4 separate regions of the Mus musculus genome follow, and all the other regions are linked to region 3. A link is a contact called in public Hi-C, HiChIP or PLAC-seq and Micro-C data. All regions are on one chromosome and are shown on one strand. Each heading gives the region's core, a stretch centred on a gene start, on an enhancer-like site or on the middle of the called end of the contact. The rest is flanking DNA. Distances are from core to core; before and after follow the strand shown. Region 1 holds the start of Rnf141 (ring finger protein 141). Region 2 has its middle 8.5 kb from the start of Gm39068. Region 3 holds the start of 1700012D14Rik (RIKEN cDNA 1700012D14 gene). Region 4 holds the start of Sbf2 (SET binding factor 2).

Evidence for each region. Hi-C and Micro-C count contacts between places; a contact is called where the count stands out from the background. HiChIP or PLAC-seq counts read pairs in DNA pulled down with a chosen protein or histone mark.
Region 1: a contact with region 3 is called in a Hi-C map of double positive thymocytes, with 3 times the contacts expected there. The contact joins the promoter of Rnf141 here to the promoter of 1700012D14Rik in region 3. A contact is called at or near these places in 14 of 39 promoter capture datasets (the 3T3-L1 cell line, the C10 cell line, the HPC-7 cell line and 9 more), 4 of 484 Hi-C or Micro-C datasets (CD4 T cells, double positive thymocytes, embryonic stem cells and 1 more) and 2 of 115 datasets of contacts at active chromatin or transcription factors (effector CD8 T cells and pancreatic cancer cells).
Region 2: a Micro-C map of embryonic stem cells shows a contact between it and region 3, with 2.0 times the contacts expected there. The contact joins the enhancer-like site here to the promoter of 1700012D14Rik in region 3. A contact is called at or near these places in 2 of 484 Hi-C or Micro-C datasets (CD8 T cells and embryonic stem cells) and 1 of 115 datasets of contacts at active chromatin or transcription factors (acute myeloid leukemia).
Region 4: a FOXA1 HiChIP or PLAC-seq map of pancreatic cancer cells shows a contact between it and region 3. The contact joins the promoter of Sbf2 here to the promoter of 1700012D14Rik in region 3. A contact is called at or near these places in 4 of 39 promoter capture datasets (cranial neural crest, hippocampal neurons, liver and 1 more), 1 of 484 Hi-C or Micro-C datasets (embryonic stem cells) and 1 of 115 datasets of contacts at active chromatin or transcription factors (pancreatic cancer cells).

The regions. Positions count from the first base shown.
Region 1 is chr7:110,842,634-110,846,177 of GRCm38.p6, forward strand. It overlaps Rnf141 (ring finger protein 141), which reads right to left and starts at 1,748. Exons shown (of 6, transcript NM_025999.3): 1 at 1,706-1,748.
Region 2 is chr7:110,729,477-110,732,934 of GRCm38.p6, forward strand. No RefSeq gene overlaps it. Among named protein-coding and RNA genes, the nearest start is that of Gm39068, 8.5 kb to the right of the region's middle. Within about 2 kb of position 1,840, at least 38 of the 459 cell types and tissues checked have an H3K27ac peak or open chromatin away from gene starts, as enhancers often do. A contact at or near this core is called in embryonic stem cells, where this site is marked.
Region 3 is chr7:111,121,016-111,124,655 of GRCm38.p6, forward strand. 1700012D14Rik (RIKEN cDNA 1700012D14 gene) reads right to left here and starts at 1,660. Exons shown (of 3, transcript NR_015573.2): 1 at 1,368-1,660; 2 at 1-8.
Region 4 is chr7:110,613,355-110,617,068 of GRCm38.p6, forward strand. Sbf2 (SET binding factor 2) reads right to left here and starts at 1,566. Exons shown (of 41, transcript NM_177324.2): 1 at 1,353-1,566. The coding sequence starts at 1,407.

The DNA of each region.
Region 1 (3,544 bases), core at 498-2,997, 280 kb before region 3:
AGTGGCACACTTGTGATCTTAGTGCCAGGCCGGGTGTGTGTGTGTGCAGGGACAGGAAGATCCCTGGGACTTGCTGGCCACTAGGTGTGTAGTCTATCCAGACCTAAGGCTGACTTCTGGTGTCACATCAGATGACTAGTCAACAATGACTTCGGTATCAAAGGCACCTTTGAAATTTGTTAAATTTTGTACCATCTTCCATCTTAGTAATACATACTAAGTTCTACAATTGGGGCTCGAATGACACTACTTAACTTATTATTCACTATTTATACAAACTCTAAGTTTATACAGATATCCAATGATTAGGCTGGTCAGAGTCGGTATAGAATCTAGAATGCCTGTTCTGGGGTCAAAGGTATTAAGGAGGAGAAATAAAACTAAAGAAATCTCAATAAAATAAAATAAAACCTGAAAACCTATAAACAAACAGAGTACTGAGTAAGTGCTGGAGTTCTAATAGCACCAGTTGTTAATTTTCCTTATAGATTATCCATTCATCCTTTCATGGATTCTTGGAAAATTGGCAAGTATTATAGACAGCCTGACAAAGCACACACCAAGTAGTAAGTACACTCTGACTTAGAAAGAAAAATATTCTCTTTGCACCTTCTCTACCTTTTTAGAAAGAGAAATCAACTTCCTCTAGTTAAAAGAATTTAGATATATTCAGAGAATATCTATCCTATATGTCCCTTATATATATGGTTCCCTTACGCCAAATGACAAAGATAACATAGTCTTGAAAAACACAATCATGTTAAGACAGAAACCGAAACCAGCCAGCACAAAAGGGGTAAAACAAAATCCACGCAAGTCCTGAGGGCTCTGAATTCAGAAGGCATTACTTTTCAAGGACAACTATCAGGACCATTGGTCGGGTGACAGTTCAAGCCCAAGTAAAAGTCTAAAGGGTGAATTTCATTCTATAGCAAGCACGGTAAGGGGGTGTGGAAAAGATGGTCTTAGTTTGAGAAGCACGGATTAAAAGCAACTGGGAGTGTTACTGGAGCTACATGTACTCCAGAAGAAGGACAAGAAATGCTGGGCATCAGGAAATGGGGCTGGGTCGGAATATGAAGAATATGAAGGTAGGCTGGAGACAAATTGCAACAACAGTAACCCCACAGTTTTGTAATGAAACTGCACACAGAAGGCAACTTACCCTACAATTATGATTAGCAAGGAAACTTTTTTTTTAATGTCGGTCCTCAAAAGGTAGCAATTAGCTTGACAAGCAAGGGCCCGGGTGCACTGCCGGGGCGGGTTTAGTAGGAGGGCTGGCCGACACCACGGGCCCAGGCTCTCCCTCAGAAGCCTTGCCCTGTGGCCACCCTGCCGCCCTGGCCCCAGCACCCGCCCCTCAGCCCCTCCTTGGCGCACCTGCTCTGCTAACCAACAGCTAAACTGCTCAGTGCGCCAGCGCCAAGATTCAAAACCGCTCGAGCTGATCTCTGAAAGCTCTCCTCAGCACCACCGCGAAGGCGGACCCAGAGTCTCCACCGCCACCGAGAAGGCGGACCCAGAGTCTCCACCCGCCCAGGAATCGGTGCCCAAAGCCCGCAGCCGAGGCCCTGACAAGGGGCCCTAGCTCCTCTGAAGCCCGGTTTCACACCCTGGTGCTGCCCGGGCCTCCACTCCCTACTCCAGGACCGTGGAGTGGCTGGGAAGGGACACAGCGAAGGGGCGGCGCTGCAAGGCTCACCCAGTTCAAGGCATCGCTCTCCTCGCACCAGGGACACCGCCTCGGCTGCTGCTTAGCTAAACCCGCTAGGCGGCAGCGGCGCGGCCCGCAAACCAGTCGCACCTCAGTGACGTAAGGCCACGCCCTCGCGCGTTGCCTGGAGACGGAGCTCCACCCCCCCCTGTTGGCTTTGGAGGTTTTTGTAGCTCAAGGCTGCTGACACACACCTGTAGGCAAAATAGTCACATACATAGAAATCAATAAAATTAAATACTTTTGTAAAAAAGGACAAAAAAATGAAGAGGCAAGTCACAGGCTTTGGAAAAGCAAAATATATTTAACAAAGGACTTCTAATTAGAATACACAATTCTTACCCCTCCCCCCCCCAAAAAAAAAAAAAACAACAACAACAACAAAAAAACCCACAATTTTTTTAAATGGCCAAAGACTAGACTAGCCTTTTAGATTTATGGATAGCAAATAAGCACATGAAATGATGTCTGAGACCATTATGCAAATTAGAAGGGAAGTGAATTATCAATACAATACCACAGTGGCTAAAATGAAAAGAACTGTATTAAATATTGACAAAGATGCTGAACAAATCTGTTCAGATTGTCTGTTGGGGATGTAAAATGATACAATCATTGTGGAACGAGATTGTGGCCATTTCTTTAAAACCTAAGCACAAACATTCCAACCACATAGTCCAGTCATCCTGCTTCTAGAATAGATCCACATGAAGACTAGTACACCAACATCAGATACCTGATGTGGTGGTTTGAATGAAAATGGTCCCCATAGGCCCACAGGGAATGGCACTATTAGGAAGTGTGGCCTTGCTGCAATAGATAAGGCTTTGTTGGAGAAAATATGTCACTAGGGGTGGGCTTTGAGTTTTCAGATGCGTAGGTCAGACCCAGTGTCACTCTCTCTTCCTGCTGCCTGCTGATCCAGATGTAGAACTCTCAGCTACCTCTCCAGCATGTCTGCCTGTGTGCTGCCATGCTTCCCACCATGACTATTATGGACTAAACCACGGAATTCTAAGTCAGCCCCAATGAATTGTTTTCCTTTATACGAGTTTCTCTGATCATGGTGTCTCTTCACAGCAGTAGAAACCCTATGACAACATATCAACAGGTGAATGGAAAACAACTGAAATAAAGTCACACAATGGAATATTACTCAGCAATAATAAAGAATACATGATTGACACACTTAACAATGTGGATGAGCCTGAAATACTTAGGCTGAAAGAAGATAGACCTTCCAAAAAAATTTTCTAGAATAGCCCCCGCCCCCAGGAATCTTTAGTGGCAAAATCAGATCAGTGGTTGCTTAGCGGGTGGTGTCAGGTAGGAAACACTACAGTGTTAGAATGGGAACTAGAGGTGGCTGACTCAACGGTAAAACACTTGCCTAGCATGTTTAAGCCTTGGCTCAGACTCAAACACAAGTCCTCCAAACCTTCAAAGGGTAAGAAGAAACATTTTAGGGTATTGGCTATGTTCACTGTCTTAGAGCATGACACCACAGACATGAATGTAATATGAAAACTTCTCAAATTGTACACCTTACTCATATATAGTTTAGTATATGCCAACTACATTCCCAAAAAGTTATGGGGTAAAGATGTAGCTGCTTCATGTTTTAAAGGTTCATATCTTTGTCTAACCTGAGCCCAGTCAGAAAAAAAATAGTCTCCATAAAGCACAGTTTTATAAAGTGGGACCTGTATTCCTTTTTATAGTGAGCACCACAAAGACTGAAATAAAGGAGAGATTGCAAGACCAAGGTGATATAACGTGGTAGTTATATTAAAATAATTAATGACCAGTCTAGGCAGCCGCTGCTTA
Region 2 (3,458 bases), core at 590-3,089, 390 kb before region 3:
CGAATGCCTGGCTCTCAGTATTGTAAAAAGCCACAGCCTTTACGTTTTGTTGCAGGCTCTCAGCTCCTATGCGCTTTGAATGAACCCCAGCCGTCCTTTCAGCATTTGAAGAAGCTGAGTACTGTTCTTAGCACAGTTGGACGGTTACACTTCCAGTCTTCTGAATTTGACTTTCAAATTAGCTTTCAGAAACCATTAGGGTCCAGGCACAACTAAAACAGTAAGAGAGGGCCAGAGATAGACATAAAATCGTGTCAGGAACTGTGTTAGTCAGGCTTGCTTTCCTGGGACAGGCTAACTCTGTAAAGGAAAGATAGGCAGTTTAGCTCACATTCTGGGGTGGAAGTCCAAGACTGGGGGGCCCATTGGATGGCATCAACTGGAGGAGCATGTGGAAGGAAGGGATTGGATCTTAAATTAAGAAGTGGGTCTTTTTTGCTCTGTTTGATAGTGTCTCACGAGGTAGCCCAGGATGGCCTGGAACTCACTGTGTAGTTAGAGCTGGCCTCAGACCTGCAGCAATCCTCCGGCTTTTGCTTCTTGAGTGCTAGGAATCCAGGTGTGAACCACCATGCGGGCCTCAGGCTCATTCGCGTAACTCTCTCGAGACCCCAGGGGCCCCATAAGACCTACCTTAATCTCTTATAAGGGCAGCTTCCCCAGAGACCTAAGAGTCTCCTGCTAGGTCCCGCCTCATAAAGGACTGACCTCTCAGCTGACCTCTCAGCTACCCTAGCATATTTTGGACCACATGCAAGCACAGCAGGCTACAGGCACCAAGGGTCTCAGTTAACTAAGCTCTGATTTTATTGTCTCTCTTGTTTGTTTGAGACAGTTTCCCTGTGTTTCCCAGGCGTGTACTGCTATCCTAGAGTCAAATGATCTTGCTGCCTCAGCATCCTAAGGACTAAGTCTATAGACATAGGCCAAAATCTGTGGTGTTTTTATTTTGTTGTCGAGACAGGGTTGTTGCTTTGTTTTCCAAGCTAGCCTGAAACCATCAATCCTCTGCCTCTGCGTCTCCAGCGCTGGGGTTCACGGGTGTGCACTACCACTCTAGCCATCAAATTTGCTTACGGATGAGGTCTATACAAAGACATCTGTTAGGTAACTATCTAAGACTTAGAGTAGGAGCTCTTCGGGCACCGCCTCACTTCCCCTAGGATCAAGGGTACAGGCTAGGGAAGTAGCTTGCTTTGTGGGATGCTCGGGTGGGTCTCTGAGTTTCTACACATCAGTTACAGTTCTCACTTATAAATATCCACAGACATCTCTGTCTTGGACTTGCTGTCCCTGAGTTTTGGGATTCATCTTGTCTTGTTCGCATCCCTCTCCCTGTCTAGAACTCAAGTGAACTCTGTTGATCTTGTGACTGGGAGTTTCTCTTCAAATCAGAAATTGATACCACAGAGAGATGTTGGAGAGTCAAGGTCATAGCAGGGTGGCCACCCTGATTTCTTCCTCTCTCCTTTCTTTCCTTCCCTTCCCCTTGTCCATTCTCCAGGTGCCTTGGTGTGCAGCTGACCATGATAATTTCAGCTTCTTGGACCTGCCTCCTCTCGGGGACTGGGCCATGCTGTGTGTTTCCCGAAGCTGTCCCCCTAGAATCTCACACAAGGCATAGTCCAGACTAGATGCGGATAGTGTCTTTAGTTCAGTAGGGGGACCATCCAGGCCTGACTGGAAACTTAGAAGCTATAGCCAGCTCCACTGCCTGTCCTCAGGGGCCCTTGTCCATTTGGGATACTGGCCTGTTGTTACACTCCAGAATGGATTGTGTTTACTGACAGGAAACCAGAGGGTGGAGGGGGATGGAAACCAAGGAGGGAATCTTGTAACACCACAGGGCAGAGAGTAATGAGGACCAGGGCAGGGACAAGGTCAGGGAGACAAAAAAGGACTCTGGCCCAGGATGGAGGCAGAGAGAGCAAAGCAAAGAGCAAAGGGAGTGAGACCTCTGCCCCAGCCTTGACCCTGAGGACCTGCCCAGGCCTCTGCTCTGGGAACAAGGAGAGAAACCAGCAACCTATCTCAGGGGACAGCCATGAACACAGCATGCTGAGTTCTCAAAGCAGCCAGGGACTACTTATGGAGGTCGGCGGCCAGGCTGTTCCTCTGTGAGTCCTCACAGCAGGGAGTTTCAATTCTCAGGTTTCCTCTCATGTGACTCCAGAGGATAAGTGCTATGGGGAAAGACAGTTTGAGGTCCAGGAAGGGGACCTCTCTGGAGCCCAGGATTTTGTGGCCTGCTGTGGAGCTTCAGGCAGCTGGCAGCTGAACTCTGCAGCATGGACCCCTGGGGCCCTGGCCTGAGATGCTAATGCTGCAGCCTCCATCTCTCACACAAAGGACATTAGGCGGTCTGCTAGTAGCTGGGTATGGCCAGATGAGTATTTAGGACTGAACAGGCCATGTCCCTGGAGCATCAATGGGACATGATCACCGCAGTAAAATGCTACCTCCGTTTATGTGTATATTAAAACAAATGTGTAATTGGGAATAAAAGCTATTTTTACAGATCCATTTAAGAAAACTCTGAGCCCTTACAGAAACCGCACATCTAAGAGGCGTGTCCAGAGCCTGGGCCTCGGTGTTCTTTCTCATGCCATCTTCCACACTTTGCAGATGAGGGAAATGGATTTGGGGGAAGGAGGCATGACTGGCTTCTGCAGGAGAGGTGAGGGTGCGCTCACGTTTCTGGGCTGGGCTGGCAGCAGGCTGTTTATGACTCAGTAAGGAATGAAGTTGCAGGCAGTAAGTTAGACACTGTTCTCTTTGCTGTGGTAAAATACTTGACAAGAGCAGCTTAAGGAGGGAAAGGAGCAGCTGACAGCTCAGTGGGTAAAGTGCTTGCCGTGCAAGCATGAGGACCTGTGTCAGTCCCCAGTCGACTGGACTCAGTAGTGCCCATCTGTAATCCCAGCGTGCCTTTGAGAAGAGGTGAGGCAGAGAGAGGAGAAACCCTAGAAGCTGTCAGTGACAAGAGACCCTGCTGCCAGCTGCTGCTCTGAAGAGGCACCATGACCGCAGCAACTCTATAAAAAGAAAGCATAGACCTATAAAAAGACCATTTCAGAGGTCTAGCCCGTTATTGTCATGGTGGAAATCATGGCGTGCAGGCAGACATGGTGGTGCTGGAGAGGTAGCCGAGAGCTGAGCTACGTGAATCTGTAGGCAGCAGGAAGAGAGAGAGACCCTGGGCTCATCGGATGGGCTTTTTGAAACCTTAAGACTCTCCCCCAATGACTTTCTCCAACAATGTCACATGCCCTAATCCTTTTAAATAGTACCACTCCATAGGGACCAAGAATTCAAATACTCGAGCCTCTGGGGACCATTCTCCTGAGTGTAGGGAGTCAAACTGACAAAGAGGAATCATCACAGGTGGTTTAGTTTTTGCTTTTGGACAATGAGGTTGGCAATAACAATCTTTTGGACACTACACCGTGTTTCCAGCC
Region 3 (3,640 bases), core at 410-2,909:
CCAGAAGCCTAGAATAAGAAAAGTTAAAATCAGACACTGCAGCAAGCAGAAGTATCAATGTCTACCATGACAATTTATCATATTTTAAATATAGTCAATACAAATGATTTTTCACTACAATGCAGCTCTTGGGATGTAAACAGAGAATGCCTAGTATGTAGTAAAGTAAATATGCTAATATTTTCCATTCCACTTACTGTTCTGGTAATTTCCTTGCTTTGAAATGCTTTTTTACCCACTGACATAGAAACATTCGTGGGTGGTGGTGGTGGGAATAAAAACCAACTGAGTTTTTTTTTTTTTTTTAAATACAGCCCCATTTCAATATCTCTAAAACTAAAAACTCAATCTAAAGTGGAATCAGATATGCAAGTGTTACATGACATATGCTGTTACTATAACCAGTCTGTCCCCGATCTAACAATTAATGCTTACTGAGTAACTCTCTTATTTTCTGTGGCCTGTTAGTATCTGTGCCCAATTCCTCATAAAGGTTAATTCATCTAATTGTCAAGAACCTGAGATTATCAACGACTGCATTTTAGAGAAAGATACAGGGAAGTTGGCACCTGCTAGGTTAACACATTTAGTCAGTGAAGAATGAACAGAGTTCCCAAACTGACTGTGCAGCCCACGTGCCTCGACAGTACTTGGGAGTTTTCTACTTCATCAAGCATAACGAGCATTTGGTACTAGAGGTTGGTGTGTGTGTACAAACAGATTGCCAGCGTGTTGTAACAGGCGAAGGCAGCAATCTTAAACTAGGCAGTAGTTAGAAAACCTATTCCTTAGCAGTGGACTCTCCTTCCAGCCTCGATTTAAATTTAGCAAAACAGAGAGCTTCTCGGAGCCACTGGTTCACCATAAAATGAAGTTTCCCCACCTCGTTGTCAAGTGGGCACAAAAAAAAGTAGCTTTGTTTTCTTAAAAGGGCCCCGTATTCCTTTCTCTTCTGAGGTACATCCCAGCAGCTCTTGGGGACAAAGCATCTGCCCTCCTAAGTTTCCAGTTCCTTTCAGGGAACACTAGGGTCTCCCCTTAGGGGCCTTTTGCTGCCAGGCGGCCCTAGGTGTGAACGGGAGCGCAGGCCAATCGCAAAGGTTAAGAAGCAGAAGGGGCCGGGCAGCTCCACTAGGACCTAGAAGTATTTCAACGCGGTCACTTCGCCCTGCGGCCAGTGACAGCCATCCCTCCGGGCCAGGCGTGCACTGCTCGCAGAGCACCACGCCCCCGGAGGCATGCTTCTTGCCCTAGCCTACCAGTGGGTGACACAGGATTCCTCTCGCCCCAGGAATGTCGACTGTGCCATCGACATGAAGTCGTGTCAACACACCCAACACCTTTCCACTCCATCTCCATCGCCCTACCGTCTCGGCTGCGGCTGGGCTGCAGAGCCGCGTCGCGGTCCCCAGCCGAGCACGAGACCGCCATTTTAGACAGCTCAAGGCAGCGGCCATTTCGGAGCGGCCCACTCGCCGGTGGCTCAGCTCACCTTCAGCGAGGGTCTAGGGCCAGTCGTCGGGGACTGGAGGGAGGAGGGAGAGATGAAAAACAAAACAGAGGAGAGGAGGACGCGGGACGGGGTGATGCTGTCAACTCAGGGATACCGCCTAAGCCACCTCAAAGGGCCCCGACTCTCGGACGGCGCGGCCTGAAGTCTGAATTCAGGGACTCTTAGAGCTCCACTGCGGCCAGACGCGATGGTCTGCAGGAGCGACTTCGCCGCTGTCCAATCAGCGACAGAGCTCATCCCTACCGCCAATCCGCGCTGAGCAGCGAGGCGGGACTAAGAGCCCAAGTTTGGTTGAGGCGCGGTGTGACCTGGGAGCCGCCTAGCCGGCTCTGGGCTCCGGGCTGGCGGGCGAAGCCATTGTTTTCTGAATTCCCCGGCACGCCGTGGGCCTGGCGCGGGTTTAGAGAGCAGATTCCGGGGCTCCTCCAGTTCCACGTGGCTGATGCTGACAGACAGATGGCGGCCCAGTCGGCATTTCCCTCAGCTCTGTCGCTCTGCAAGGACTGCTGAGACAGCTATGGATCCTGAGCTCGCCAGCCTAGGCTGATGGTGGCCCGGTCACTCAGTGCTTGGAAGCGGGAAGAAAAAACTCACCTTACTCGGCGTGCATAAACCTTTACCAGCCGGGGGGTTAGGCCAGGCCAAGGGCACGCCTGATGTTTGGCCTCCCAGGTGGCCCAGCAGGACGAAAGGGAAAATCCTTAGAACTCTTCTTTTTCTGAGGTTTACCTCAGCGTTACCAACTCATCTCTGTTGGGTGGGCTGGCAACATTTGGGTGTTTAAGCCATCTATCCCCGTTCTCCCTCTTTTCCAAAAGGGCATGGCCAGGCTTGAGGTCCTGTGTGTAGGGATTAAAAAGCATGTGCCACCATGCCCCGCGAAGCCTAACCCTTAATAGTAGTTATCAGGACTGATGGCAGTCATCAAGCTTCAGTATAATTTTGGAATAAGATTTTGTTTATTATATATTTTTATATATGTCCCCAATGTGAACTTCACATACCTGGTTTGTGTCTTTGTAAATTGGAAAAAAAACTCAAAAATAAGACAATGGGAAGAATAATTAAACATATTCGTGTTTAATTAAAGACTAGGATTTAACTTAGGCTCTATATGCTGACGAGTCTACTGTTCTTGAAACATACAGATTTTTTTCTGTTAATTGCTGTGTCAAATTATAATTTATTATATATTTATATACAGTTATGATTATAATATATGTTGGTTGAGAGAAAAATACAGGCAATGTAGGACTCAGCAAATAAAGATAATAATACTGTTTATAGAGTGCACTGTAGGAGCCAGGGGCTGTTTTATGTACTTTTTGTTTTGTTTTGATATTTGAGACAGGGTTTCTTTGTGTAGCCTTGGCTGCCCTAGAACTTGCTCTCTAGACTAGGCTGGCCTTGAACTCATAGAGATCTGCCTGCCCCTGCCTCCTGTGCTGGAATTAAAGGTATGCACCATCACCACCTGGCTGTTTCATGTTCTTTCAATGTTTTAATTCATATACTCATCACCAGTCTAAGATCAGATCCTAGTTATAGGTAAGGACTTAGAGCATAGAGAAGTACATTTTGCAAACATGACCAACTGATAGTCTATGTTGGGTTCCTTTTTAGTTGTGGGAACCACAAATTGTGTATTTGCTTGTGTGCATGCATGCTCTCATACAAAGTTAATTTATATTAAAGACTTGTAAGATTACAACAATATATCAGTAAAGAAGGTGGGGCCTCACTTTTAAAAAGGAACTGAAAGCTGGGTGTGTTGGCACACTTCGTAATCCCAGCACTGGGAGGGTTAAGGAGAGATTACCACACAGACTGAGAATTGTCAGACCAGCCTGGGTTACAAAGCAAGACATTGTCTCCAAAAAATGGAGGGAAAGGTAGGAAGACAATTCAATAAAGTACTTGCAAGAAAGAGCCAGCATGAAATTCTGAGTTTAGTCTCCAGCACTAATGTAAAAAGGAAGGTATGGCGACACATTTGTAATCTCAGAGCTCCACATCTCAGTGTCTTAAGAAAAAAAGTAGGAGGGCTGGAGAGATGGCTCAGATGTCAAGAATACTTGTTCCTGTAGAAGACCTAGGGTTGATTGCTAGCACCCATATTGTGGCTCA
Region 4 (3,714 bases), core at 316-2,815, 510 kb before region 3:
CTATGTCACCTTGGTAAGAGACTCAAAATTTTCTAAGAAAGGACAGGGCATTTTGGAGCAGCCAGAAGATTCTCCAAATACAGCCCGACGTCTTCTCCTTTTATTTATTGTGTGTCTTCATGGTGGGAGTGGGCATGCATGCCAGGGCACACCCAGGAAGGTCAGAGGACAACTGTGGGCAATCAGTTCTTGCCTGGCACCTTTTCATGGCTCAGGTCTCCAGGCTTGCCCAGCAAGAGCCTGCTTCTCCTAATTGACCTCAATTAGGTAGTGGTGAGAAAAGAATGTGAAGGCTCCCATCTCTGAAATAAATCCTTAGGGATAAATAATAAAAAGAGGTGGGCAGAACAATGGTATGCTGGTGCAACGACTAACATCAGCAAAGCACAACCTAAGCACCTCGGGGACATGGAAGGGGGTGGAGCGCTGGTATCTAAAATCCCTTGCAACTGCGAGACTGTAGCTTCCCCTGCTCTACAATAACCTTGTTAGCACATCCCGCTTATCTATAAACAGCAACACAAAGAGATACAATTACGAAAATGAACGTGCATGAGCCCTGTATACTTCTGGTTGTGCTAGTCCACCGAAGTGTAAAAAGCAACCTATCTGCCAAACTGTTCCTTGTGAAAAATTCTCGGCCGAGAAAAACCAGAGAACAATCAAAACACGTGAGAGCTAAGTGAGAGAGAGCACCTGCAGTGGTCGGCCGGCTCTCTTTGCTTAGCAGAGTCCTTTCATTCTGGAATGCCGACACATACGTCCTGAAACAATTTTCCTAGAAATGTTTCAAAGTGCTCGGATCCTTTGACCTATCCAAGTACCCGGCGTTCGGCCGGGATGTCCAGCCTCCCCCTCCCCCCACACACACCCCGGGCCGGCGGGAGGCAGCGCAGGACTCTCGGCACTTCCTTTCCGGGAGGACTGCCCCCAGCGTCACTCCTATTCAGGATGCAGGACACAGTGTATCCCTAGGAGCCTCGTACAGTGTGCTCCCGCCCTCCCAACTCCACAGGCACGAGGGCGCGGTCCCGGGTGCCAGCCGCCTCCGCAGAAGCGCGTGGCGGCGCGCGGGCAGGCTCGCCACCGGTCCGGCCCGCCAGTCCCCGGCCGCACCGCCGCGGCCTAGCCCCGCTACCGCCGTCCGACGGTTCCCTCACACACGCCCACCGCAGCCAGGCTCGGCCCCGCCGCGAAGGCCGACACCAGTCGACCCGCAGCTCCTCCACCGCGGGACCCGGCCCGCCCGCCTCCCCGCCTCCCAGCCGCGACGCCCGGCCCCGCCGAGCCCACTGGACGGCTGCCGGGGGCGGAGGCGAAGCCCGGGGGCGGCGCCCGCCCCACACCCTTACCTGGCTTCTCGTGGTCGTAGCCTACCACAATGAAGTAGTCGGCCAGCCGGGCCATGACCGCCGCCGCCGCGCCCGGGAAGCGGGTTCCCGTCGCCGCCCTCGCCGCCGCCGCCGCCCACCCGGCCCGGGCGAGCTCAGCATTTTCCCTTCGGCGGCTGTAGCGGTAGCAGCGGCGCTTCAGCCATGTTTGACAACCGAGGCGCTCACTGCGCCTGCGCCGCGCCTCGCGCCCGCCCCTCCCCCGCCCCACCCGAAAGGGCTCGACGACCCAGTGCCCGGCGTCCGCGAACCCACGCGGCGCCCGGAGGCCGCTCGGACACGCGGCTCGCGAGGTGGGCGGCCCGGCGCGGCCTGGCCTCGCGCCGCCACCGAGGCCGGGCGCTTAGAGGCCCAGCTGCTGCCTCAACGCCCCCCACCCCCGCCCGGTTCTTTATTTTCCTGGAGCAGGGGTCCTTCCTTCCGCCATCTCCCTTTTGCAGTCGGGGGGAAAAGGGGATGGAGGGGTGCGGGGTCACTTGGAAAGTTTGTTCTTTGGTGCCGCTTGCTGCCACCGGCAGCACGGATGAAATTCTCCCGCCCTCGGCTGGAAGCTTGGAATTTGCACCGCCAAGGCTTTTTGCTGCACGTTTCCTGTTTATGTTGTGCAGATGGGAATTTTAGAAACATGCCACCAAGCAGGCGGGGGAGGAAAAGACTTGCGCAATCTTCAGAGGCGCCTCTGGTTTCGGGGCTGCCTGGGCTGGGGGCGGTCAGCTTGGGCTTTCCTCTGAGTGCCCCAGGGAGTTATTCCACCTAGGAACAGGGGCATCCCCGGGATCCTCCTAAAATGGGCCGGTCTCTCCCCGGGGAGCCCCGCCCGCCTGACTTTCACTGCCTTTTTCACTGTCTCAGGACTTTTCAGGCTGAAGCAGGTGTTAACTTCAAGTTGCTCTACTGCAAACACTCCACAGAATTCATAGGGCACTTTGAGAGCCTAGAGAGCATTCAAGTCGATTGCGTTTTTAAGAAATATCTCCTACCGATGTTTTCTAATTTGGCTGGCACACTTGGATTTGTCACTTTTTTTTTTTAACTTTGTTACTTCTTAATGATCATGAAATTTTAGTAGTAGTGTATGTATTTGAACTATGAAGTTTTCAGAACCTATGGTTTAGAAGTGATCGTGAAGCCATCGTTCACTGAGGGTTTGATCCTTCTATAGATTGTACGTAGTAGGTTCTAACGTGCCTAGTGCAACACACGCCCTCTGCCAAAGACCAGCAGAAAGCTAGTGCCTGGAGCTGTGAACTCAGAGTCCAAAGGGTCATAGTCTCAGCTGCTCTGACTAATTCTCTCTTCTGGGCCAGCGTTCCCCTTTCCCGCTTCCGCGTTGGAAATTGAACTTAGGGCCTCCTACATGCTGGGCAAGCCTGCTACCGTTAAACTATATCGACAGCAAAAGGCCAGACCTTTCAGCAGGTCTGAGAGGGTTGGGCTATGCTAGAAGAATTGAAAGGGAAGGGGTACTTTACCTCGGGACCTCCTTTGTAATCAGCTTCTAGTCAGACGGAATCAGCATACCTGCAGTGATGAAAACTAGGTTAGTTTTCAAAATAATGAAAGCAAACAAAACAACCTGCCACACCTCATAGAGAAAATTTCCAGGTAACTTCCCTGGGAGCTCTTCCTCCACTTTTTCAGTAAAGAGTAATCTCACTTCCTCTACAGACTGCCATTCCAGTGCTTAACAGCCATGGTAGAAAGTCCTTCCCTATTCTGTCGGCGGCGTTGTCCTCCTGGAACTGCCTTGATTACAGCTGGTAGGGGATGGATTCCATATAAATTATTATTGTGGGGATTTGTTCCCTCAATTTTACTTTTTTTTTTTTTAATTTGGGATAAGGTCTGGGAAGATGATTCAGCAGTTGAGAGACCTGTGCTGCCTGCCCTTCCAGGGGACTGGAATTGATTCCCAGCAGCCACAGGGACAGTTCACAACCATGTGTGACTCCATTTGCACAGGATCCAATACCTTCTGGCTTCCTCCAGCAGCAGGCATGCATGTGGCACACAAACATCCAAGCATCCATACACATAAAATATTAAAAATATTTAATACCTTGTGGACAATGACTACATCTGTCTAGTTTCAAACATTTTCTTCACCCAAAATCCATTAAACAGACATAACTATTTCTCTCTCTAGGTCCTGGCTATAACACCATTACTTTCTGATTCTATAAGTTTGCCCATTGTAAGATACTTCCTATAACTTGAATTATAAAGTATATGCCATTTTGTGTCTAAGAATCCTGCTTGCTTTATTGTTTCCTAGTTCTAACCCTACTTTATTGTCAGTACTGCCTAGAGTTACATTGGAGCT